Regions from separate parts of the Oryctolagus cuniculus genome. Here region 1 is linked to region 2. Evidence: chromatin contacts called from public Micro-C data. All regions are on one chromosome and are shown on one strand. The core of a region is the stretch at or near the end of the contact, and the rest is flanking DNA. Distances in the headings are between cores, read along the strand shown. Region 1 holds the start of TIMP3 (TIMP metallopeptidase inhibitor 3). Region 2 overlaps SYN3 (synapsin III).

Region 1 (3,441 bases), core at 526-3,025, 220 kb before region 2:
GGGAGGCTCAGCAGTGGACCGAGCCGCTGGAAGCAGGGTGCACTTGCTCCTACTTCCACCTTGTCCTGGTGGACTCGCAGGGGAGAGCCACCCTCACCCCCAACCCCGTCCACAGCAAAGGGCCAGGACGAGGGATGAGCTCTTCCTCTCCCCATACATCAGAACCCCTAGCTGGCACCCCCGGCCCAGCTCAAATTCAGCCCCGCATGATACCACCTGCTAGCCTCCTGGCCCCGCGTGCGCTCCGTGCGGAGCTCAACCAGAATTCAGCAGTAACAGCACCACCTCCCAACAAGAACCAGGTGGAAACGCCACCAGCTGCAGCGAGGAATTCGGGTAGGGGCAGCAGCCCCAAGAATCCTTCTGAGCAACCCACAGAAGCAGGGTCCAGCCAGGTTCTCCCAGGGGAAGGAAGGGTGTGCAGCGGCAGGCCCCAGGAAGCCTTGACCAAACAGACCACACAAACACCCCTGGCTGCCAACCCGAACGACCTCCAAGCACCGGGGGCCCCCTCTCCAGCTTCTCCAAGGCTGCGCCTGACTCACCCGCAGTGCCCCTCCCAACCTGGGGCTCCTCCCCGCAACACACGTGTAGGGTCCCTCACCAGTAGAAGATTTGCTTCCCTGTATGACTGCACTTCACACACACACACACACACACACACACACGCAACGCACGCACGCACGCAGCGGGGACACTCGGTTCGCACGCCTGCTGAGCCGCAGAGGAGGGGAGAGACGCGTTCCATCTGCCACTCCACCTCTGGCCATCCCGATCCAAGTGTCCCACACACTCCCAGACAAGTTTTCCCAGGACACCCTCCCTCAAGGTCTTTGGGGAGAAGGAGCTGCACTTCCTGCAGGGTCTAAGCCAGGCTCAAAGTCCAGTTTGGAACTGTTGCCACAATGTGACCCTTGGCATCTTGGTTCTTTTGGTGGCAAATCTGTTCACCAGGTGTCATCTACACACACACACACACACACACACACACACACACACACACAACTCCAGAAAAAAAAAAAAAAACCTTCCTGCGAGTTTTCACAGCTATTTGGTAAGTGAGCCCTCACAGCCACCACGAGCTTGCTATCACCTCCCCCCACCCCCCACCCCGCCAAGCTCTCTCTTCCTTTTTCCACCTATATCCGCCCAAACTTGGCAGCCCCAGAGCCCCAGCTTCCACTGGCTTGGGGAGCCTGCGGCTGGGTTGGGTCCCAGGGGGAAGAAGGGAATCGATAGGAGAGGTGGCAAAAGCAGAACCCTCCAAGTTCCACCTGCAACTTTGGAGTTCTTGCAGGGTGCAGGGTCTGGCACTTGGCTGGCAACTTTAAAAAAAATTAATAGCAAGGACACGCAACAGCCCAGGGGGGGTAAGTTAGCGCGGCCAAGTTTTAGGAACCCTCTCCCTCCTCTTCTCCCCCAGCCCTTCTTCCTTCAATCCCGAGTGGGGAACTTGGCCCAGCTGTCAAACGGACCAGGAGGGACCTCAGACCCTCAGGGCCGGCGAAGGGTGCTGTGTCGGCCACGTCAGAGCTCCCTCCGCCCGAGGACACGGAGCCCCGCCACCCCGCCCCTGCACCCCTGCGCCCAGTGCCTGGGGCGGAGACCGGGAGTCCCGCAGCAGCCCAGGCAGCAGCGCACTCGGAGCGCTTACCGATGTCGGAGTTGCAGAAGGCGTCCTGGGGGTGGCTAGGCGAGCATGTGCACGCCTCGGCGCCCCAGTCCCCCAGTCCCCAGCTGCCCAGGAGCACCACGAGGCCGAGCCACAGAGTCATCGCCGCTGCCGCTGCCGCCGCTGGGACTGCCACTCGCCTCTGCAAACTTGCGGTGCGCGCCGCCGGCGGGGCTGCCGCAGCCCGAGCTCTCCCGCTCAGTCGTGCGGGGCAACTTTGGCCTCCGAGTGCCCAGCGGGACAAGGCGCTGGCGCACAAACTGCGCGGGTAGGCGGACAGGCAGGCGGGCGGGCTCTCCCAGCGAAGGAGCGGGAGCCGAAGGAGCAGGAGGAGCCGGAGTCCGAGAAGCAGAAACTACCGAACGCCCGCGCCTGCCCGCTGCCCACTCTGCGCCGCTGCCCCGGCCGCCGGGAGATATAGCCCGGGCGCCCCGGGAACACCCTCCCCCGGGCGCACGGGGCCGCCCCCTCCGACCAATGGCAGAGCCGCATTACCTCATCGGCCCTCCGAAAAGGGGGCGGGGCCGGGGGCGCGGGCCGGCGGGGCGGGGCCGCCCCCGGACCGTTCAGATCCTTATAGGGAATAATGCTGCTGTGGGCACGCGAGTGGGTGGGCTGGGCGCGCCCCGGACCCGCGCCCGCCGCCGGCTCTCCCAGCGGCGGCCCCGTGCCCACTTTCGCCCGACCCTCGCTCCACGTCCGTCCCACACCACAATCGACCCCGACCCACCCACGCAGGGCAGAGGAGGGGGGCCTGGGTCCTGGCGGACCTGGAGCGCGCCGGCTGGGGCACGTAGCGGGAGCTGTTACCCGCGCGCCTTCTCTGGCGAGAGCAGGGTCTCCGAAAAATACCCAGACCGACGACGCCTCCCTCCCTCATGTTCTGGCTGCGAGGGAGCCAGCTGCCGATTGGAGCTAGCTGGCTGCGATAGCAGTGGCTTCCCCGGGCAGGCTGGGCACAAGGCAGAGTTGTGAATTCATTCAACACAGGCTGTTGCAGGCGCTGGAGTACGCAAGCCCAAGCCCTTGCTCCCGTGGACGTCCTGAACGCACGCGATCTTGTTCTGTGACGCCAGAGCACAGAGCAGGGTCAGGGGTTGGAGAGACCGGGGGGGGGGGGGGGGACGGAAAGAGGAGGGCTGGGGGGGGGGGGCGACCTGGGTGCTGAGGAGTGGGCTAAGGCAGGCTGAGCCCCGCGCAAGCTGCAGGCCAGGGCAGCAGGTATCGAGAGAGGTTTGCGCAACGCCCTGAGCTTGTGTGCCGAACCCTGCCCAGAGCGCACGGGTCTCCCACCTTCAGCCAGGAACTCTGGGGTGCACTCGATCCCAAACTGGACCCCAGCTCTCATGGAAGGCTGCAAATAATTAGTCCAGTTATGATCCCGATCGTTCAACAACAGCTTGATTTCCCTTCGCAATGTTCCAAGGGAGGCGCCATACCTCACCTGGTGGTATCTCCGGGGAATCTTTCTGATAGGAAAAGCAAGCACCCGCGTCATTCATTCTTTCAGCATAAGAAAACCGGCACCAAGAGGTGGAAGGATTTGGCAACCGGCGAGGAAGTCAATCCACCAGGTAGTTTCCACTGACTCCTCTTACTTAGAAGAGATGGTTATCAGCCTGGACTTCAGCAGCTCCCATAATGCACGTGGGCAAATGCCCTTATGCAGCTGGGGTCTTCCACTTTCTTTCAACCTTTTCCTTTCTGTCCTGTCTCCTCCTGTTGAAAACCAGACTACACGCAAGGGTCTTCAAAAAGTGCACTGAAAA
Region 2 (3,500 bases), core at 345-2,844:
CCCCCACCGCTGTGGATCGTGCAGGGTCCCCGCAGGCAGGCCGGGATGGGTGTCTCTGAGCTCCCCGGACTCCTGTTCTTCCTCTCCCACTCTGTCCAGCTGTGGCCTTGCCTCCCTTTCACTGGCTCTGTCTCCCGCCGGGCCTCGGTGACCCTTCCACGGTGTGTGTGTGTGTGCGTGTGTGTGTGTGTGTGTGTGTGTGTGTCCCTCGCTCCCTCCATCATGGCATGGATGCCCTTGCAGCGCTGTCTTGCCGCCTCCCTCTGCCCTGCCCCCTCCGTCGGGCTCACAGTCTGTCCCTCCCCACCCGCAGGTACAGGCTGTGGGTGGACAGCTGCTCAGAGATGTTCGGTGGCCTGGACATCTGTGCCGTCAAGGCGGTCCACAGCAAGGACGGCCGGGATTACATCATCGAGGTGAGCGTGCCCTCTGGCATGGCCACGCCTCCCGGCTGCCACAGCCAGCCCGGGCCTCTCCCCCTCCGCCCTCTCGCACCTGCTCCTCCCACTTGGGTTGTAGCCCTGAAGGGACCCTCCAGAGCTCATTGGTTCATGACCTTGAGCAATTTCCCCCCACTCCCAAGGGTAGGGGGAGAGCCTCAGGCCAAGGGTCAGCAAAACCCTGCCCCCTTCTGGGCCTTGTCCGTCTCCTCAGTGTCCACGTGAGGAAAGTGGGCACACTTCCTGCTCACCGTGCATAGACTCCATCCTGTGTTCAGTTAACAAACGTGGATGGACTTGGGGTAGGCAGGGGCGTGGCTCTGAGGACACAGCTGTGGCAGGAAGAAGGGTGATTAAACAAGGCATGGCAGGTGTGGAAGGATCCCAGGGGAACAGAGCAGGGCAGGGGATCTGGCCGAGAGAGTGCAGCAGGACTAGCACAGGGACCAGAATCTCCCACCTGTAGCCCACGCCTCCCCCAAATCCATAGTCTCATGGCTCCACCCTGCCCCTCACACCCACATGCTGACACCCCCAGTCCCTTCCAGCTCACTCACTTTCCCAACCACAGCCGAGGGGCAGGGCTGACACAAGGCCCAGCTGGCCAGGGGGAGCCCTGTGGCTGTGCCTCCCGGGGTGTGGGCGGCTAATGGGAAGCACATGGCTGGGTGACCGCAGGAGCTGGCCAGCCCTCCCGCCCCTCGTGTCTGCCCTGCTCCCCCGGGGAGGGGGGGGGACCACGGAGCAGCAGGACCAGGTGACTCAGCGGGTGGGAGTCCAGCCAAGCCCAAGCTGCCTTGGGGTGAGGGAGGGACGCCGGGGCAGATACAGCCCCTCCGCCCACTCCAGAAAGGCTGCGAAACACCCCCCCCCCCCCCGGGTGACCTGCATCTCACTAGCTCCTGCCGGTGGTCCTGCTCTCCTTCCAGGGCCAGGAATCGCTTCTCTGGCTGCCACAGGTCCTCAAACTGCCCCTCCCCCAAAGCCCCTTGGCAGAGGGGCCGTGGGAGGAGCCAGTGCACCGTTGTGGGTGCACACATTTGCTTCCCTAGGGAGACCCTGGGAGCTAGGCTGGGGGTGGGATGAGGGCCCTCCTGCCTGGGGTAAGGCAGCTCCTGGGCCTAGCCTGGCCCTGCACCTCCTCGGGGGCCACCAGGCATGGATGTGGCTCTGGCACACACTGGCACTCAGTTCTTCATGACGGAGCCGCCGGTGCCAGACCCGAAGCTGGTGAGCAGGACTGGGCAGTGATCAGAGCGGGGGCCCTGTGTGCCAGAGCTGCCATTTCAGAGCGGGGACACTGTCCCCCAGGAGAGCCCAACTTCCTCGCATTCGACTTCTCTCTGCTTCTCTGATTCTCCTCTGCCCTCCCTCTCATGGAGGAAGAAAGAAGTGTGCACACAGGGCCCCAGGCTCCCTGCTGCACTCACAGGGTCAGGCACAAAAGGCCTCTCACATGTAAGAAAATGAAGTAGGGGCGGGCGCTGTCGCATAGCAGGTTAAACTGCTGCCTCTGGCGCCGGCATCCCATATGGGCGCCGGTTCGAGACCCTACTGCTCCACTTCCAATCCCGTTCCCTGCTATGGCCTGGGAAAGCAGTAGAAGATGGTCCAAGTCCTTGGGCCCCTGCACCCACATGGGAGACCTGGAGGAAGCTCCTGGCTTCGGCCTGGCCCCAGCTCCAGCCATTGTAGCCATGTGGGGAGTGAACCAGCAGATGGAAGATTCTCCGTCTGTTTCTTCCTCTGTCTCTGTAATTCGCCTTTCGAATAAAATAAATAAATGTTGAAAAGTAAAATAGAAAGAAGAAGAAAGTAAAAGGAGTGAACTTACACATCAAAAAATAAGAAAACAACTTGTCAGAAATGTTCCAGAAAAAAAAAAGAAGATGAGTTTTCAGTGGCTTCTCTATTTTTTTTTTCCTCTCTCTCCAAAACATTACAGACTTGTTTCCTTTGCTTTGGGGTTTGGGGTGGGGTCAGGGAGCTTGTGACCAGGAATATAAAAGGTATTTTTCCTCAGTAAGAAGAAAAAAAAAAAACAGACTGGAAAGATCCAGAACTCCTGGCTTCTCTGGCCACCTCTGCGGTGAGAACGGAATTTGTGTGAAATGTTTTATGCAGATCCTCAGGGTGAAATACACAGGGGAGGACCCTGAACACCCCCCTCTCCGGCCCGTCCGGGCAGTGACACTGCTCGCTGGAAAAATGCTTCCCTGAGGAGACCCGAGTGTCCACTTCCTTTGGCCATGTCCACCACGGGGATTCCAAAATTCTCTGACCTCAGGTTCCTGCGGCGGCTGTTTCCACCCAGGGAATGTGGGAGACAGGGACCAGAACGGAAAGGCGTGGGCAGGGTCAGGGGGAGAGCCGGCAGGCAGGGGGCGGAACACGGTGCCTGCTGGGCACAGATCCGGTATTGACCCGGGGACCATCCCGGGTTCTGGGCACCGGGATCCCCACGCAGTCCCCAAAGGGCTCAATTTCACGGCCCGGCTGGCATCAGTATTCACATCCTTGAACTTGCTCTTCAGCTTCCTAACCCCTGTGGGGGCTTTTGACCCAGGGACCCCCCAGAACTCCCAATCAGAAGAGGCCTGGCAGCTGCCTGGAGCCGTCACTTTGTAGTTGAGAGAAAAACAGTCCTTCAGAGCACAGGGCTCACCCAGGGTGTCATGCAGGCCCCAGCAGAACCTCAGCTGGGCCCCTGGTCTCCTCCTCCCAGCTCCTACCCCAAGGAGCTGTTCCAGTGTTTGTGAGCATTGGCCTGCGAGACAGAAGGACCGTGGGTGGCCAGCCATGTGTCTGTGAACTTGCCATCTCTTTGACCCCCACCCCACCCCAGTTTCCTCATCATCATAAGGATATGACTCAAGGAGCTATTCCAAGATTTGTGCAAGAGGGATTAGAACCATGCCTGGCATGTAGCAGGTGCTCAATAAAATCCAGCACCTTGTGTTAACCTCCTTGTCATTAGGAGCAGGGCTTCCTCCGTGCAACAGGTATTTGTGGAGGGTGCACCTGTTCACAGGACACAGGGCCCATCCCTGCCCGCAAGGA

The links. Hi-C and Micro-C count contacts between places; a contact is called where the count stands out from the background.
Region 1: a contact with region 2 is called in a Micro-C map of ear pinna, with 4 times the contacts expected there. The contact joins the promoter of TIMP3 here to the enhancer-like site in region 2. A contact is called at or near these places in 5 of 6 Hi-C or Micro-C datasets (ear pinna, embryonic fibroblasts, psoas muscle and 2 more).

The regions. Positions count from the first base shown.
Region 1 is chr11:110,656,515-110,659,955 of mOryCun1.1, reverse strand. TIMP3 (TIMP metallopeptidase inhibitor 3) reads right to left here and starts at 1,775. Exons shown (of 5, transcript NM_001195682.1): 1 at 1,655-1,775. The coding sequence starts at 1,775. All of the region lies in intron 5 of SYN3 (synapsin III), which reads left to right.
Region 2 is chr11:110,433,350-110,436,849 of mOryCun1.1, reverse strand. SYN3 (synapsin III) reads left to right here. Exons shown (of 13, transcript NM_001171361.1): 9 at 314-416. Among named protein-coding and RNA genes, the nearest start is that of FBXO7, 46 kb to the right of the region's middle. Within about 2 kb of position 1,594, at least 4 of the 8 cell types and tissues checked have an H3K27ac peak or open chromatin away from gene starts, as enhancers often do. A contact at or near this core is called in ear pinna, where this site is marked.